Regions from separate parts of the Mus musculus genome. Here all the other regions are linked to region 2. A link is a contact called in public Hi-C data. All regions are on one chromosome and are shown on one strand. Each heading gives the region's core, a stretch centred on a gene start, on an enhancer-like site or on the middle of the called end of the contact. The rest is flanking DNA. Distances are from core to core; before and after follow the strand shown. Region 1 overlaps Tln2 (talin 2). Region 2 has its middle 7.0 kb from the start of Tln2. Region 3 overlaps Tln2 (talin 2).

What was found. A called contact is a pair of places that touch in the nucleus more often than the background predicts.
Region 1: a Hi-C map of muscle stem cells shows a contact between it and region 2, with 1.9 times the contacts expected there. The contact joins two enhancer-like sites. A contact is called at or near these places in 1 of 484 Hi-C or Micro-C datasets (muscle stem cells), 1 of 115 datasets of contacts at active chromatin or transcription factors (cardiomyocytes) and 1 of 9 other capture datasets (pancreatic islet).
Region 3: a Hi-C map of muscle stem cells shows a contact between it and region 2, with 2.0 times the contacts expected there. The contact joins two enhancer-like sites. A contact is called at or near these places in 3 of 484 Hi-C or Micro-C datasets (muscle stem cells, myocytes and nephron progenitors).

Annotation. Positions count from the first base shown.
Region 1 is chr9:67,381,929-67,385,892 of GRCm38.p6, forward strand. The region is part of intron 8 of Tln2 (talin 2); the gene reads right to left. Among named protein-coding and RNA genes, the nearest start is that of Mir190a, 150 kb to the left of the region's middle. Within about 2 kb of position 1,658, at least 1 of the 459 cell types and tissues checked has an H3K27ac peak or open chromatin away from gene starts, as enhancers often do. A contact at or near this core is called in muscle stem cells, where this site is marked.
Region 2 is chr9:67,564,615-67,568,739 of GRCm38.p6, forward strand. It overlaps a transcript of Tln2 not described here. Among named protein-coding and RNA genes, the nearest start is that of Tln2, 7.0 kb to the left of the region's middle. Within about 2 kb of position 1,542, at least 84 of the 459 cell types and tissues checked have an H3K27ac peak or open chromatin away from gene starts, as enhancers often do. A contact at or near this core is called in muscle stem cells, where this site is marked.
Region 3 is chr9:67,421,956-67,425,850 of GRCm38.p6, forward strand. The region is part of intron 2 of Tln2 (talin 2); the gene reads right to left. Among named protein-coding and RNA genes, the nearest start is that of Tln2, 140 kb to the right of the region's middle. Within about 2 kb of position 2,281, at least 26 of the 459 cell types and tissues checked have an H3K27ac peak or open chromatin away from gene starts, as enhancers often do. A contact at or near this core is called in muscle stem cells, where this site is marked.

The DNA.
Region 1 (3,964 bases), core at 408-2,907, 180 kb before region 2:
GGCCTAGGGAAGGCTTTTATTCGACACCCCTTAATATTTTCCTCAGGCTTTCGAGGGTCATGAAGGGAGTCCTTGTTACAATGTTTCACATTGCTGCTGATTTCTGAGTTCTTTAGACTGACATGTACCATGTCAGTTTCTCTCAGCAGCATCACTTCCTGTACCAGACTCTACCCATCTTTCTAGAAACAGTTTCTGCTCAGTATTTGAATAGCCCACCCAGCAATTAACGTAATAGAGATGGCTCAGTGTGTAAAGGCACTTAGGGCTCTACTGTGGGACCTGCAGCTCAGATTGAAGCACAAACATCAAATGGCTGGCAAAATCCCGTGACCTCAACTCCAAGAGAACTGATACCTTCCTCTAGTCTCTCTCCTACTCACACATGCACCAACACATGCACAGACATATAAATACTAAAGACAAGCTTAAAGAAACATACAAACTAGACCTAAGAAATCTGCTAAGAATTAGGATGTGGTATCTCCCTTTTGTCTTCCCTACACTAGTGCAGCCTCACACACATGAAGGTATTCAGTGAATTAAAGAATAATGCTGATGTTTTTAAAGATTTGTTTATTTACCAAATGGTCAGCTAGGAAGAACATGCATACATGTGGCAATATATGGACGGAGCAAGCTATATTTAGGAATATATATGTATGTATACATATATAGTAGTAACAAGTAACGAAAAAAAGAGGTTATGAATTTGCAAGTGAACAAGGATGTATATGGGAAGGTTTGGAGGAAGGGAAAGAGGGATAGAAATTAATTATATTATAATCTCATTTTTTAAATTAAAAAATCTATTTTTTTAAAAAAAGCACTGATTCATTTTTATTCTGTATGTATGAACATTAGCTTGTGTGTGTGCATGTGCGCCATGTGCATATAGTGCCTGTTGGGACTGGAGTTACAGATGGTTGTGGGTGCTGGGAACTGAAGCCAGATCCTCTGTAAGAGCAGCCAAAGTGCTCTTAACTGCTGAATGGTCTCTCCAGCCCCATGCATGGCATATTGTCTATGATCATTTTCTAAGCACAGAAAAGCCTAAAGCCATTCTAAGATTCTTAGCTGTTATGTGGTAGTTTCCTCATCCTCTGATACAATGTTCCTTCCTGGGGTTCTTTGTGTGTGACATAGGGAAGTCTAGCGTGGAGATGAAGCTTATCAAACTCAAACGGGGAGACCTGGGTTTCCTCTGGTTCCAGCTCTGTCTCTCTCTGGCACTTACTACCCCATCTTCAGAGTAGATGTCCCATTGAGTAGTCTTTCTTTTCCTGAAAGTATAAAGGTCTTTTTGTTTCTGATGCTTACTTTTTCTTTTAATTTAAAATTGTGTGTGCACCCACACACACACAGGAACATGTATGCCACAACACATGCAGAGGTCAGAGAACAACTGCAGAGTCCGCTCTCTCTTTCACTGTTGCATGGACTCTGATGACTGAATTCAGGTGCCAAGCTTGTGTGGACAGTGTCTTTAGTCACTTTGTCATCTTGCCAGCCTGTTTTCTTTCTTCTCTCCTTTCCTTTCCTCCCCCACCCTCCCGAGACAGGATCTTGCTATGTAATATAGGCCTGCCTAAAACTTGCTAAGTAGCACAGACTGGCCTCCAGCTTGAGGGATCATCCTGAGTGCTGGGATCCCAGGCATGTACCACCGTGCCTGGGCACTGGTTTCTGTTTTTCAAAATGAGTATCTTCATTAGTGTGGTACTGAGTCTAGAAATCACTTGAAAAGCTAGAAGAGAGTTAGGAGATATTTTTATTAAAATGTCCCAACTGTGTTGATATGATACACAAATGCTAAAAAAATTTTTTAAAAATTATATTAAATACACTCATTGTGCACACTCCTTCACGCCATGTTCACCTAATTACACGGCTGATATTCCCAAGGGTTCTCTTCAGCCTGGCCCTCTTACAAGTTCAACTTTCCCATTGTTAAGTTTGTACATTCTTAATTGTTTGGGTGGATAGTAGAGATCACAGCTATACGCAAACACACACACAGAGACACACAGAGACACACAGAGACACACAGACACACACACACACACACACACACACACACACACAGTTTCCCTATCCCAGATCTAGCCAGTCACCAGGGACAACGTAGGTAAAAACAACATCCAACATTCAATGTATAAATCAGCAGTGTGGCCCTGCAGGTTTGTTTTAATTAAGAAGGGTCTCACCTCCTAAGGATTTTCACCAATACAGTAGGAACAAGAACATGTACAATTAAGTAGCTACAGTAAATGAGAAAGCTTCATTACCTAGACTAGATCTGGTCTAATTAAAAACTAAATCAAATGCAAGAGGAGAGATAATTGCTACTAGGCATAATGAGCTTATTTTAATTTAGAATCAGAGCAAGGGGACACGAACCACTGAAAGGTGCCGGATTCATCTTGGGAAAGGAGAGTCTGAAGCGATACACCTTACGTCAGCTGTCAGATGGTCAGATGGCCCAGGAAAGACGATTTGGTTGGTGTGAGTATTCGGCTTACAATGAGACCAGACTGCAGTGACATTTGTCAGACCAAAGCCAGAATAATTGCTGGACACGTGGCCAGCAGCAAAGGAAAGGAACACCCATCACAATCCAGGTGACATAACACAATATCACGAAGGCCAAAGGAGTGTGTGTGTGTGTGTACATGTGTGCATATTTATGGTCCTGTTTGTTTGTATATGTCTGTGGGAGACAGAGGTTCCTGTTGGAAGTCTGCCTCTATCTCTCTCCACCTTAGTGTTTGAGATAAAGTCCCTCACATATTCACATACTGATTTACATAACAGGCTGGTTAGTGAGCTCCAGGAATCCTCCTGTCCCCACCTTCCCATGTAGGCTTATAGGTTTTTATTTTTGTTTTTCAGCATAGGTGCTGAACTCCAAACTCCGGTCCTCATGTTTGTGTGGCAAGTACCTTAACCTCTGAGCATCTCCCAGCCCTGGTTGAAGAAAATTCCTGAAATTAATGCATTTCTCCTCTGCTAACTCCTTTTCACATACAGTGAAGACGGGACCGGGAGAATTAGCTGCCCGACACTGACAAAGGGTCGCATGAGATGACCAGGATGGCACTGGGCTCTCCTAGGCTTCTGGTTAGATCTCTTCCCACCAGGCTCATGCACAGTTAGTTGCAGGTAGGAAAACCTAAAACCAAGTATTTTCCTTACAGTGTCCTGGTCTCACTAAGCTGCCCCCGACTTTCTCTAATTCATTGGCAGTCACTGTAGAGCAAAGGTAAGCCGAGAGATGGGACGAGTGTGAGGTTTGAATGTGTGAACGTAAAATCCATGAGAACCCAAGCCTTCAGCAAGGCTTCAGCAAGGCATGTGGTGTCACAGAACAGAAAGGCCGATTTCCCCAGGTTCTTGCAGAAGGAAGCCAGTCCAGCGTGGAGAAATGGGCCCAGAGGAGCACTTGGCCAGATAACTCATCTGGGAAACACTGAATATAGTAACAGGAACTGCTCAAGGCCACCTCAGACTCAAGGTCGCTGAATGTATATCATAGCATAAAGCATCATATTGCAAAAGCCCCCGGGGTTTCATTAACTCAACCTAGTACTGTAGTGTCTTGCCTTTAACAGCTCAGTTTGGACTACATAGCGGGTTGTACTGTCTGACATTGCCTGAGCTCAGGAGAAAAGCTGGGTTTTCTTTCTCAAGGGCACAGGCTGCTTCAACTGCAGTGAATGTAAAGGGCCAGAGAAGGGCTTGCCTTACCCTCTCCTTCAAGCCACCTCAGCACTACTGATGACCCACTGAGGACATCTTGACATGGGTGAATCCTCCATCCTCTGACAGGATTCACATACTGTTCCCACTTCCCAACTCCCTCGGGTCACACTCTAAGTGACAATGGGACACTGATGAGACTCGGAGATTTTTACCCTCATAAATGGAAACAGAGGGGGAAGGAGAGAGAAGACAACAGATATAA
Region 2 (4,125 bases), core at 292-2,791:
TTCACGGCCATGAGGCCCATATCTATACAGGGCGTTCATGAGGTATCATCCCATGTTAGGAAGAGGAAGGATCATAAAGAGTAAAGGAGCAAGTGGGGGGGGGGGGCTGAAGTCACCTTGGCAACAGAACCTTCTAAAGGGTGTATATACATAGCTATGGGTGGGTACATGCGTGCCTACACATAGAGACCAGCAGTTGGCCTCACATGTCATCCTTTAGGAGCCGTCTATCTGTTTGTCTGTTCCTTTGTTTTGAGATAGGGTCTTTCACTAGGACTTAGGACTCCCCAATTAGGCTACACTAGCTAGCCAGCACTACTTGGGAACACAAGCGTGTATTACCATGTTGGCTTTTTACATACCATGCTGGGAACCTAAGTCCTCATGCCTCAAGCATTTTACCAACAAAGTTACCCCCGGAGCCCCAAACCTAGTACTCTTTAAGATAACTGACCTACTCTCATGGTAGTCCATGCGTCATGGATTTTAGATCATGACCTAAAAATCTCCCTATCAGGCCTGATTCCCCAGTTCTTTTTCATTGTGAATTAAGACTACACATAGGGAATTTGAGGAACATTTCAACTTCAGTAGTTATAATAGTCAAAATTTGACACTTATGATACTTAATAACATTTCGACCTGGTTTGAGGCTGTACGCATTGACCTAACACCCAGGAAAATTATACAGGCCCAATGATGGAATTATTCTAGTTCCTTTTCTTCTACTAAGAGTCTCCTCTTCTCTCCTAAGTCTGTTATTTAATAAGCAAAACTGGGGAGCTGGAGAGACAGCTCAGCGGTCTGCTTCCAGAGGTCCTGGTTTCAATTCCCAGCAACCACATGGTGGCTCACAACCATCTATAATGGGCTCTAATGCCCTCCTCTGGCACAGAGGAGAATGCAGATAGAGCATTCATATATGTAAAATAAATAATTCTTTTTAAAATCAAAAACAAACAAGTAAGACACAAAACTAGAAGTTTGCGTGTTGGAAACACATGTGTGTTTATGTCTATTTGCATATATACTTGGGAGGGTAAATATGTATTTGTGTATGCATGAGTATGTCTCTGTCTGTGTATATGCGTATGTGTGTATGTGTGTTCCAGTACATGCATGCACATACAACTCTTAACTGACTCACAATAATGGCCTTACAGGGAAACTATCGTTAAGAGCTCAGGAAAAGACAAGTCTTGCCAAGTCCACAAGAACAAAGGGTTTCAGCGAGTAACATGGAAACACGGTGACCTCACCCCGTCAAACCCCCACCTCTGAGCCTGTGCATCTGGGGACCCTTTTCAATTCTGGAGTGCTCCCTTAGAAGTACCATTCCTCTCCTGGAGGATGGCCAAGCCAGGAAACAGATTCCAGAGGTGGCTCTTTGATATTTAGCCCAGACAACCCACTGGCCACTGGGGCTCCTCCGCCAGGCTGAGGGCTGAAGCTCAGCGAGGCTGGAATCCCCAGCCTACCCACAGGCATTAGTCACTTCATCCAGCTGCTAGTTCCTGTCCAGTAAGGGCCTGAGCCAAAACTGAAATGCACTGTCTGATATCAGTCCTTAACTCCCAGTGACTCATGCCAGTGGGCCTCTCATAGGACACATGTTCTGGGCTCCACGATGCCTGAGTTTCCAGAATTATCATGACAGCCATGAAGAGTGGCCTGAAGCAGATGATGAGACCATCTCATCATCTGGGAATCCAAGCAGAAGCCTTCATGCCAAACACACACACACACACACACACACACACACACTGCACTATTTATTAGAAGACTATGCTACCCAAAAGGAGCTTTACCATTCACTCCACACACACACACACCTCATGCCCTGTGATGACACTTTTGGAAACAGGCTATCAGCTGCATCTCCTCCCACTTCTTCCAGCTCTCTACCCTCCCACCAGCACCCCAGGACTGCTCACTGGCAGCCCCATAATACTGGGCTCAGCATGCCGTGAAGACTGTTCATCTCCTTAGCACAGCAGCCGCTGGAAGGTAAGGCCTGTCATTTCCTGCTGCCTCTCTCAATACGTACGGAGAGAGCCAGTGGTGTCCAGCTCCATCATCAGCCAACAACAGTAAGGGGCTCAGAGCAGATGTGCCCCCCCCACGTGCCTCCTACATGGTGGCCACCACTGACTCAATGGGGTCAGCTTCTTCCTCATAGCCAGTGCTTGACTTTCTCCTCTACCTTCAGGATGGACTTCAACACCAGAGCCCTCAAACCTAAGGTTCTCAGCCAGTCCCTGACTCAGTCCCGTTCCCATCTTTCCCACACAGACAGACACCACAGACCAGTCCCAGGGGGTTGTCTGGCATCTGAGGCTCTCTCCCCAATCCTCCCACATCCTGCCCTCACTATGGGGTCTATGCTCACGTCATTCCCTCCAGAGAAGCTTCTTTTTACCTTATTTTTCTGATAGAAATATTCCTTCTTCCTCAAAACCCAACACACCACCTCCAGCCTCCAGAATGACTCTCGGATCCCAGTGTTTATCCCACCATGAGAAACTTTATACCAGATGGCTCTAGTATTAGAGGCTTTCCTTGTGGCTGTGACAAGATACCTCACAGAGCCAATTAAAGGCACAAGGAATTCATTTTGATTGACGTTTTCAGGCAGTCCATGGTGATGGGAAAGACCCAGCAGCAGGAAGGTCCCATTGCATCCATGAGCAGAGAGCAAAGCAATGAATGCTGACACTGCTTGCTTGTCTTTTGTATTCAGTCCAGGACTCCAGGCAGTGGAACGGCGTTGTTACCTATGCTTAGGGTGTGACTTCACACAGCAATCCAATCTAGAAACTCCCTCACACATACAGTGAAGTTTGTCTCTTGGGTGATTCTATATCCTATCATGTTGACGATCTATATTAACCATCACAGTTCTCTTCTGCCTGGCTTTCCCCCTCACCGACTTTTATCTTTGTACCCTACAGAACATTCAGTACAGACATTAGCAGATGGTGAGGACTCAGGTGACCCCACTGGGCTCCCTGAAGGCCATTTCTAGAAGTAAGTCGTAACTGGACAAGGAGTTATGCATGCTCCCGTTAGCATGAAAAGACTCCACCACATCAGATCCTCTCTCCAGGCTCCAATACACAAAGGTCAAACAATCAAACCTCCTCCACAAACTTCAAGACTCCCCTGGGCCCAATTTGAAAAGTTGGGGACCACAGGGTAAGCATTTATAAGGAACAGCTTCAGCTGATGCACATCTTTAATCTCAGCACTCTGGAGGCAGAGACAGGGAGTTTAGGCCGATGCCAGCCTGGTCTATACAAAGGATGACCAGGACTATACAAAGAAACACTGTCTCAAAAGAACACAAAACAACAGCAGCAGCAGCAACAACAACAACATCATCAACAACAGACTAGCTTCAGGGAAAGTGTCATTGTAAAATGAATTTAATTTTTAAGTCCATCCAAAAGCTATCTATTCACATATCTTTCCTTCTGACTCACTGTGCACATATATTTGGTTCTATAATCACAGTTGCTTGGCCAGTGACAGTTCTACAGGTAAAGTGCACCCTGTGATAGCCTGATAGAAACAAAACCAGTTTGATCCCTGGTGCCCATATAAAAAGCACTTCTACAGGAAGATGGTAGGAAGAGAAACGGGGTGCTCTGGAAGCTCACGGGCCAGCCTGCCTGGAGTAAGCAACGTGGCAGAAACGCTGTTCTCTCCGATGAGGCTCTGCTCCCACGTCCCAAAGAAAATCAGGAAGCAATATTTGCCCTCGGTCAAGAAGCCTCTGAAATCCCACCCGCCCCCATCAAACAAACGCTCCTCATTTGATCCAAACTCTTTCAATTACATGCCTAAAAGAGACAAAGAAAACCCCACTACCACCTACCCCTGCTTTGATGACACATTTAAAATGGTTGCTTCCGTCATCCAGTTAAACTGCCTTGATAGTTAACAAATGGTCACCAAACCTGGACTGCTGCTTGTGCGTGAGTGTCAAGGCTCTACTTTTAGAGAGTCTCTGTCGCTCTCTGTGTCTGTCTGTCAGCCCGCCCACCAGCCCATCCGTCCGTCCCTCCTTCTCTCTCCCCCCCCCCACCCCACCACCTTGGCTGAACTGTAACTCCCTAGAAGACC
Region 3 (3,895 bases), core at 1,031-3,530, 140 kb before region 2:
TGCCATGCTAGCCCCAAACTCAGAGACTCACCAACCTCTGCCCCCATCCCCCCCCAGTGCTGGGATTAAAGATGTGTTGGTCACACCTGAGTGGTTTTTTTTATTTACTAGGAATTGAACTCAGGTTCTCATGCTTGCAAAGCAAGAATTTACCAACCCCAGCATCTTTCCGCATAGTTTCTGTTTTTTTTCCTCTCAAACAATATATTTTGATATATTTCCCTCTGCAAAATCCTCCCACCTCCCTATTCACCCAACTTTATGGTCTCTCTGTTTGTATGTCTCTGTCTCTCTTTGTCTCTGTCTCTCTCTCTCTCAAAAGAAAAGCCACAAAAAAAGCCACACAAATGAGCAAAATACTCATAAGAAAAAAATGCCAAGACACTACAAAATGAAACAAAAAAGCCCACCCCCCAATAAAATAAAATAAAAGCCATAGAATTCATTTTCTGTTGGCCTGCCCTGAGTCTGTTCACAATGCCATAGAAAATCACCTACAAAATTATTCTAGAGTGGCGAACACCATTCAGTTAATGGGCTCAGGGTACCCAAACCTAAAAAGCTTTTGTATTAATGGACAGAACAACGTTTTGTTGAGTTCTATTCTAGCACAGGGTTCAGTTAAAATCCCCAGCTCCCCAACAGTGATTCCATGTGGGTATTAAATAAAGAAAATCCACTTAGTGAATGCCCATAAAGAATGGAGGCCATATTGGTCATCATGCTGATTAGCCCTGTCTGCTTCAGGATGGGCGACGGGCTGGCGCTCAGAGCCAGCTGTGCAGGGTCCACAGACGGAGACGATGGGCAACATTGACAACCTCCAAGCAATTGGTCTGGGCAGTGATGGATGCTCTGTGGACAGCGTGTAGTGTTCTTAAGGATATAGAACTGTCAGAGAGAAGCCCAAACTCCATCTTCCCTTATTAAGACAAAACTGGATTGTCTGTGATACAGTGCAGGGCTGGGGAAGCTTTCATCCCTTATTTCCAACACAGGAAAAATAACACAAACAAGAACATCATTTGTACATCACGAAAAGGGCTTCCCAGATGAAGCAAATGGAGATGTCTGAGATGGAGATTATAAAATGCTATCGTCTACATTTTATATTAAGAACAGGAAATATACAATCTTCAGTAAGCACAAGTGAAAATTATGTAACGACTAAGCTATTTACATTGTATGAGGTTGTAAGATGAAAGAGAAAACATGGCTACCGCTGCATTCCACTGTGCATATAAAGGTATACATGTGTAATGGATGACCAACTACAACAACTACCTGATCTGTAGTTAAATGGCAGAAATCGGAAAATCCCTCCCCAACATTCAAAGATTGCATCCACACACTAATGCCCTTCCCCATTTATTTCTGTAGCCTTAAATATGACCCAGGTGGGAGCGGGTGTTGGAGAGACGACTCAGCAGTTATGAGCATTGGTTACTCTTCCAGAGGACCCAGGTTTGATTCCTTGCATAACATATATAACTCTTGTTCCAGGAAACTTGACACTCTCAACTGGCCTCCCTGGGTACCAGGTATGCACACAGTACACAGCCAGACAACCAGGCAAAACACCTATCCACATAATTTAAAATAAATAATTTTTAGCCAGGCATAGTGGCACATGCCTTCAGTGTCAGCACTCAGGAAGCGAAAGCAGGCAGATGTCTGAGTTCGAGACTAGCCTGGTCTACAAAGCAAGTTCCAGGATAGCCAGGAATTCACACAGACAGCCTGTCTAAAACAAAACAAAACAAAAAAAAACAAAAAACAAAAAACTAACTAAACAAACAAACAAACAAAAAGTTTTTAAAAGCCCTAGTAATGGATTCCCTGTAGGACTGACTACAAGTGAGTCATTTTTATGTTCTGACTCTTAGTTTCCAAATTAAGACTCAGAATAATTTCGCTATTAACAATCTTGAGACCAAAAGGCTATACCAAGGAGTCAGTTAAGTCAAGTAAGGGATTCCTGTTAGAACACAAACTCAGAAATTCTTCCTGCCTTCCTTCTAATGCCCAGCTACCCAGAGGCAGTCCCTTAGACCCCAAATGGCCAGGTTCAAACAGGACACATCCTGGGTAGGGGAGGAGCCTGTGGCTTTTAATTCTGAACACAAGCACAGTCTTCCTAAATGTACACAAAAAACATGTAACGCTTGCTGAGTGGTTCTCTACTGCAAATTGGTTTCATTTCCCCAGCCCGTCTGTGTTGGGAGGCCCTGCTGATGAAACGCTGGAGATTCTCTGTGGAGGCACTGCCCAGCTTTCGACATCCCTTCTCACCGCCTGCTGGCACCACTGCTTTGGAGATGGAAGGTTCCATCTACACTGAGCCAATCCCTCCACGGTCAGGGAGTGCTCAACAGCAAATAAGAGGACCCCTGATCCAAGAGATGCAGCCAAACAGCATCATGTTTAAGTTCAAGACAGCAGGAACCAATCATGTCAGGACCTCTGTCACCACTTCCTGTGACCTCATCACTGCTGCATAATTGCATTTCACAGCATGAAGAGCTGGTCGGTTCAGTGTGCAGTTCAGAACATGGGGTAGGGAACAAAAAGAGGACTGGATCGGTACCTCAGGAATCTGTGTCCTTTCTACTGAGCTGAAAGTTGCTTGCCCGCCCCACCCCCAACCCCCCACCCCTGCACACAACCTTTTCTTGCTCTCAGTGACTATGCTTCAACTTCACTTCCTCCTCATCCTGACGTCCTGAGCTAATGCCTCAAATGTCCACTGAACTAAAAGAACATGGCTACGCAGCACCATCCTACACTCTTCATAGAAGTTGGTGATGCCCTGAATGAATCATTCAGACAGGTAACAGAGAACAAATAAATACCTCAGAGGTGCAATTGGTTCTTAAGTCCTCCAGCGGGACAGGGATGGACAAGTACTGGTGGGTCTACGGAACTGGAAATTTCACTTTGATGGAACAACAGGTGACAGTCAGCTATGCCAGTAAGTTTTCAGTCTTCCTAATGTTGCGACCCTTTAATACAGTTCCCCACACTGTGGTGACTCCAACCATAAAATTATTTTATTTTTTTAAATAACATAACTCTTTTGACTTTTTTCATAAGAATTATTTATTTATTTTATGTATATGAGTACATTGTTGCTGTCTTCAGACACACCAGAAGAGGGCATTGGATTCCATTGAGGATGGTTGTGAGCCGCCATGTGGTTGTCTGGGAATTGAACTCAGGACCTCTGGAAGAGCAGTCAGTGCTCTTAACCGCCATCTCTCCAGTCACCTCATAAAATTACTTTCATTGCTACTTCATAACTGTAATTTTGCAACTGTTGTAAATACCTGCTCTGTAGGATACCTGGCCTCTGTGAAAGGATTTTTCTGACCTCTAAAGGGGTCAAACCCTACAGGTTAAGAACCACTACTGTAGACACTTCACAAAGTGTAAACTTCTTCCAGGAGTATAGGATTCGGCAAATCTCTGTTGGCCATATTGGCATTGGTTCTAAAAAGACACAAAAACAATCCAGAAGTCTGAAATCTGGCTCTGGCCAAACTATCTTCCTCTCTTTCAGGTTCTAGAAGTTTCAGCTTCACATGACAGCTTACTGTGTGTCTGGAACCCAGTCACTGCCATGAAGAGACACCCTCACCTGTTTCAGTCCATCCTTAACTGATTATAACTGCCAAAAAGCGATTTCCAAATATGGTCATATTCTGAGCTGCTGGGCAGATATGAACTTAAGAGGAACACCATTTAACCTGCCACACTGTTAACAGAATGCCAAGTGGGACGTATATGGCGAGAATTATCTTGGTATAAAATTATTTTGCCATTGTAGATGTCAATATGGAGGTATCCCAAAACAAACTAACAAAAACAATGGATCATCCATATGACCCAGCTACAG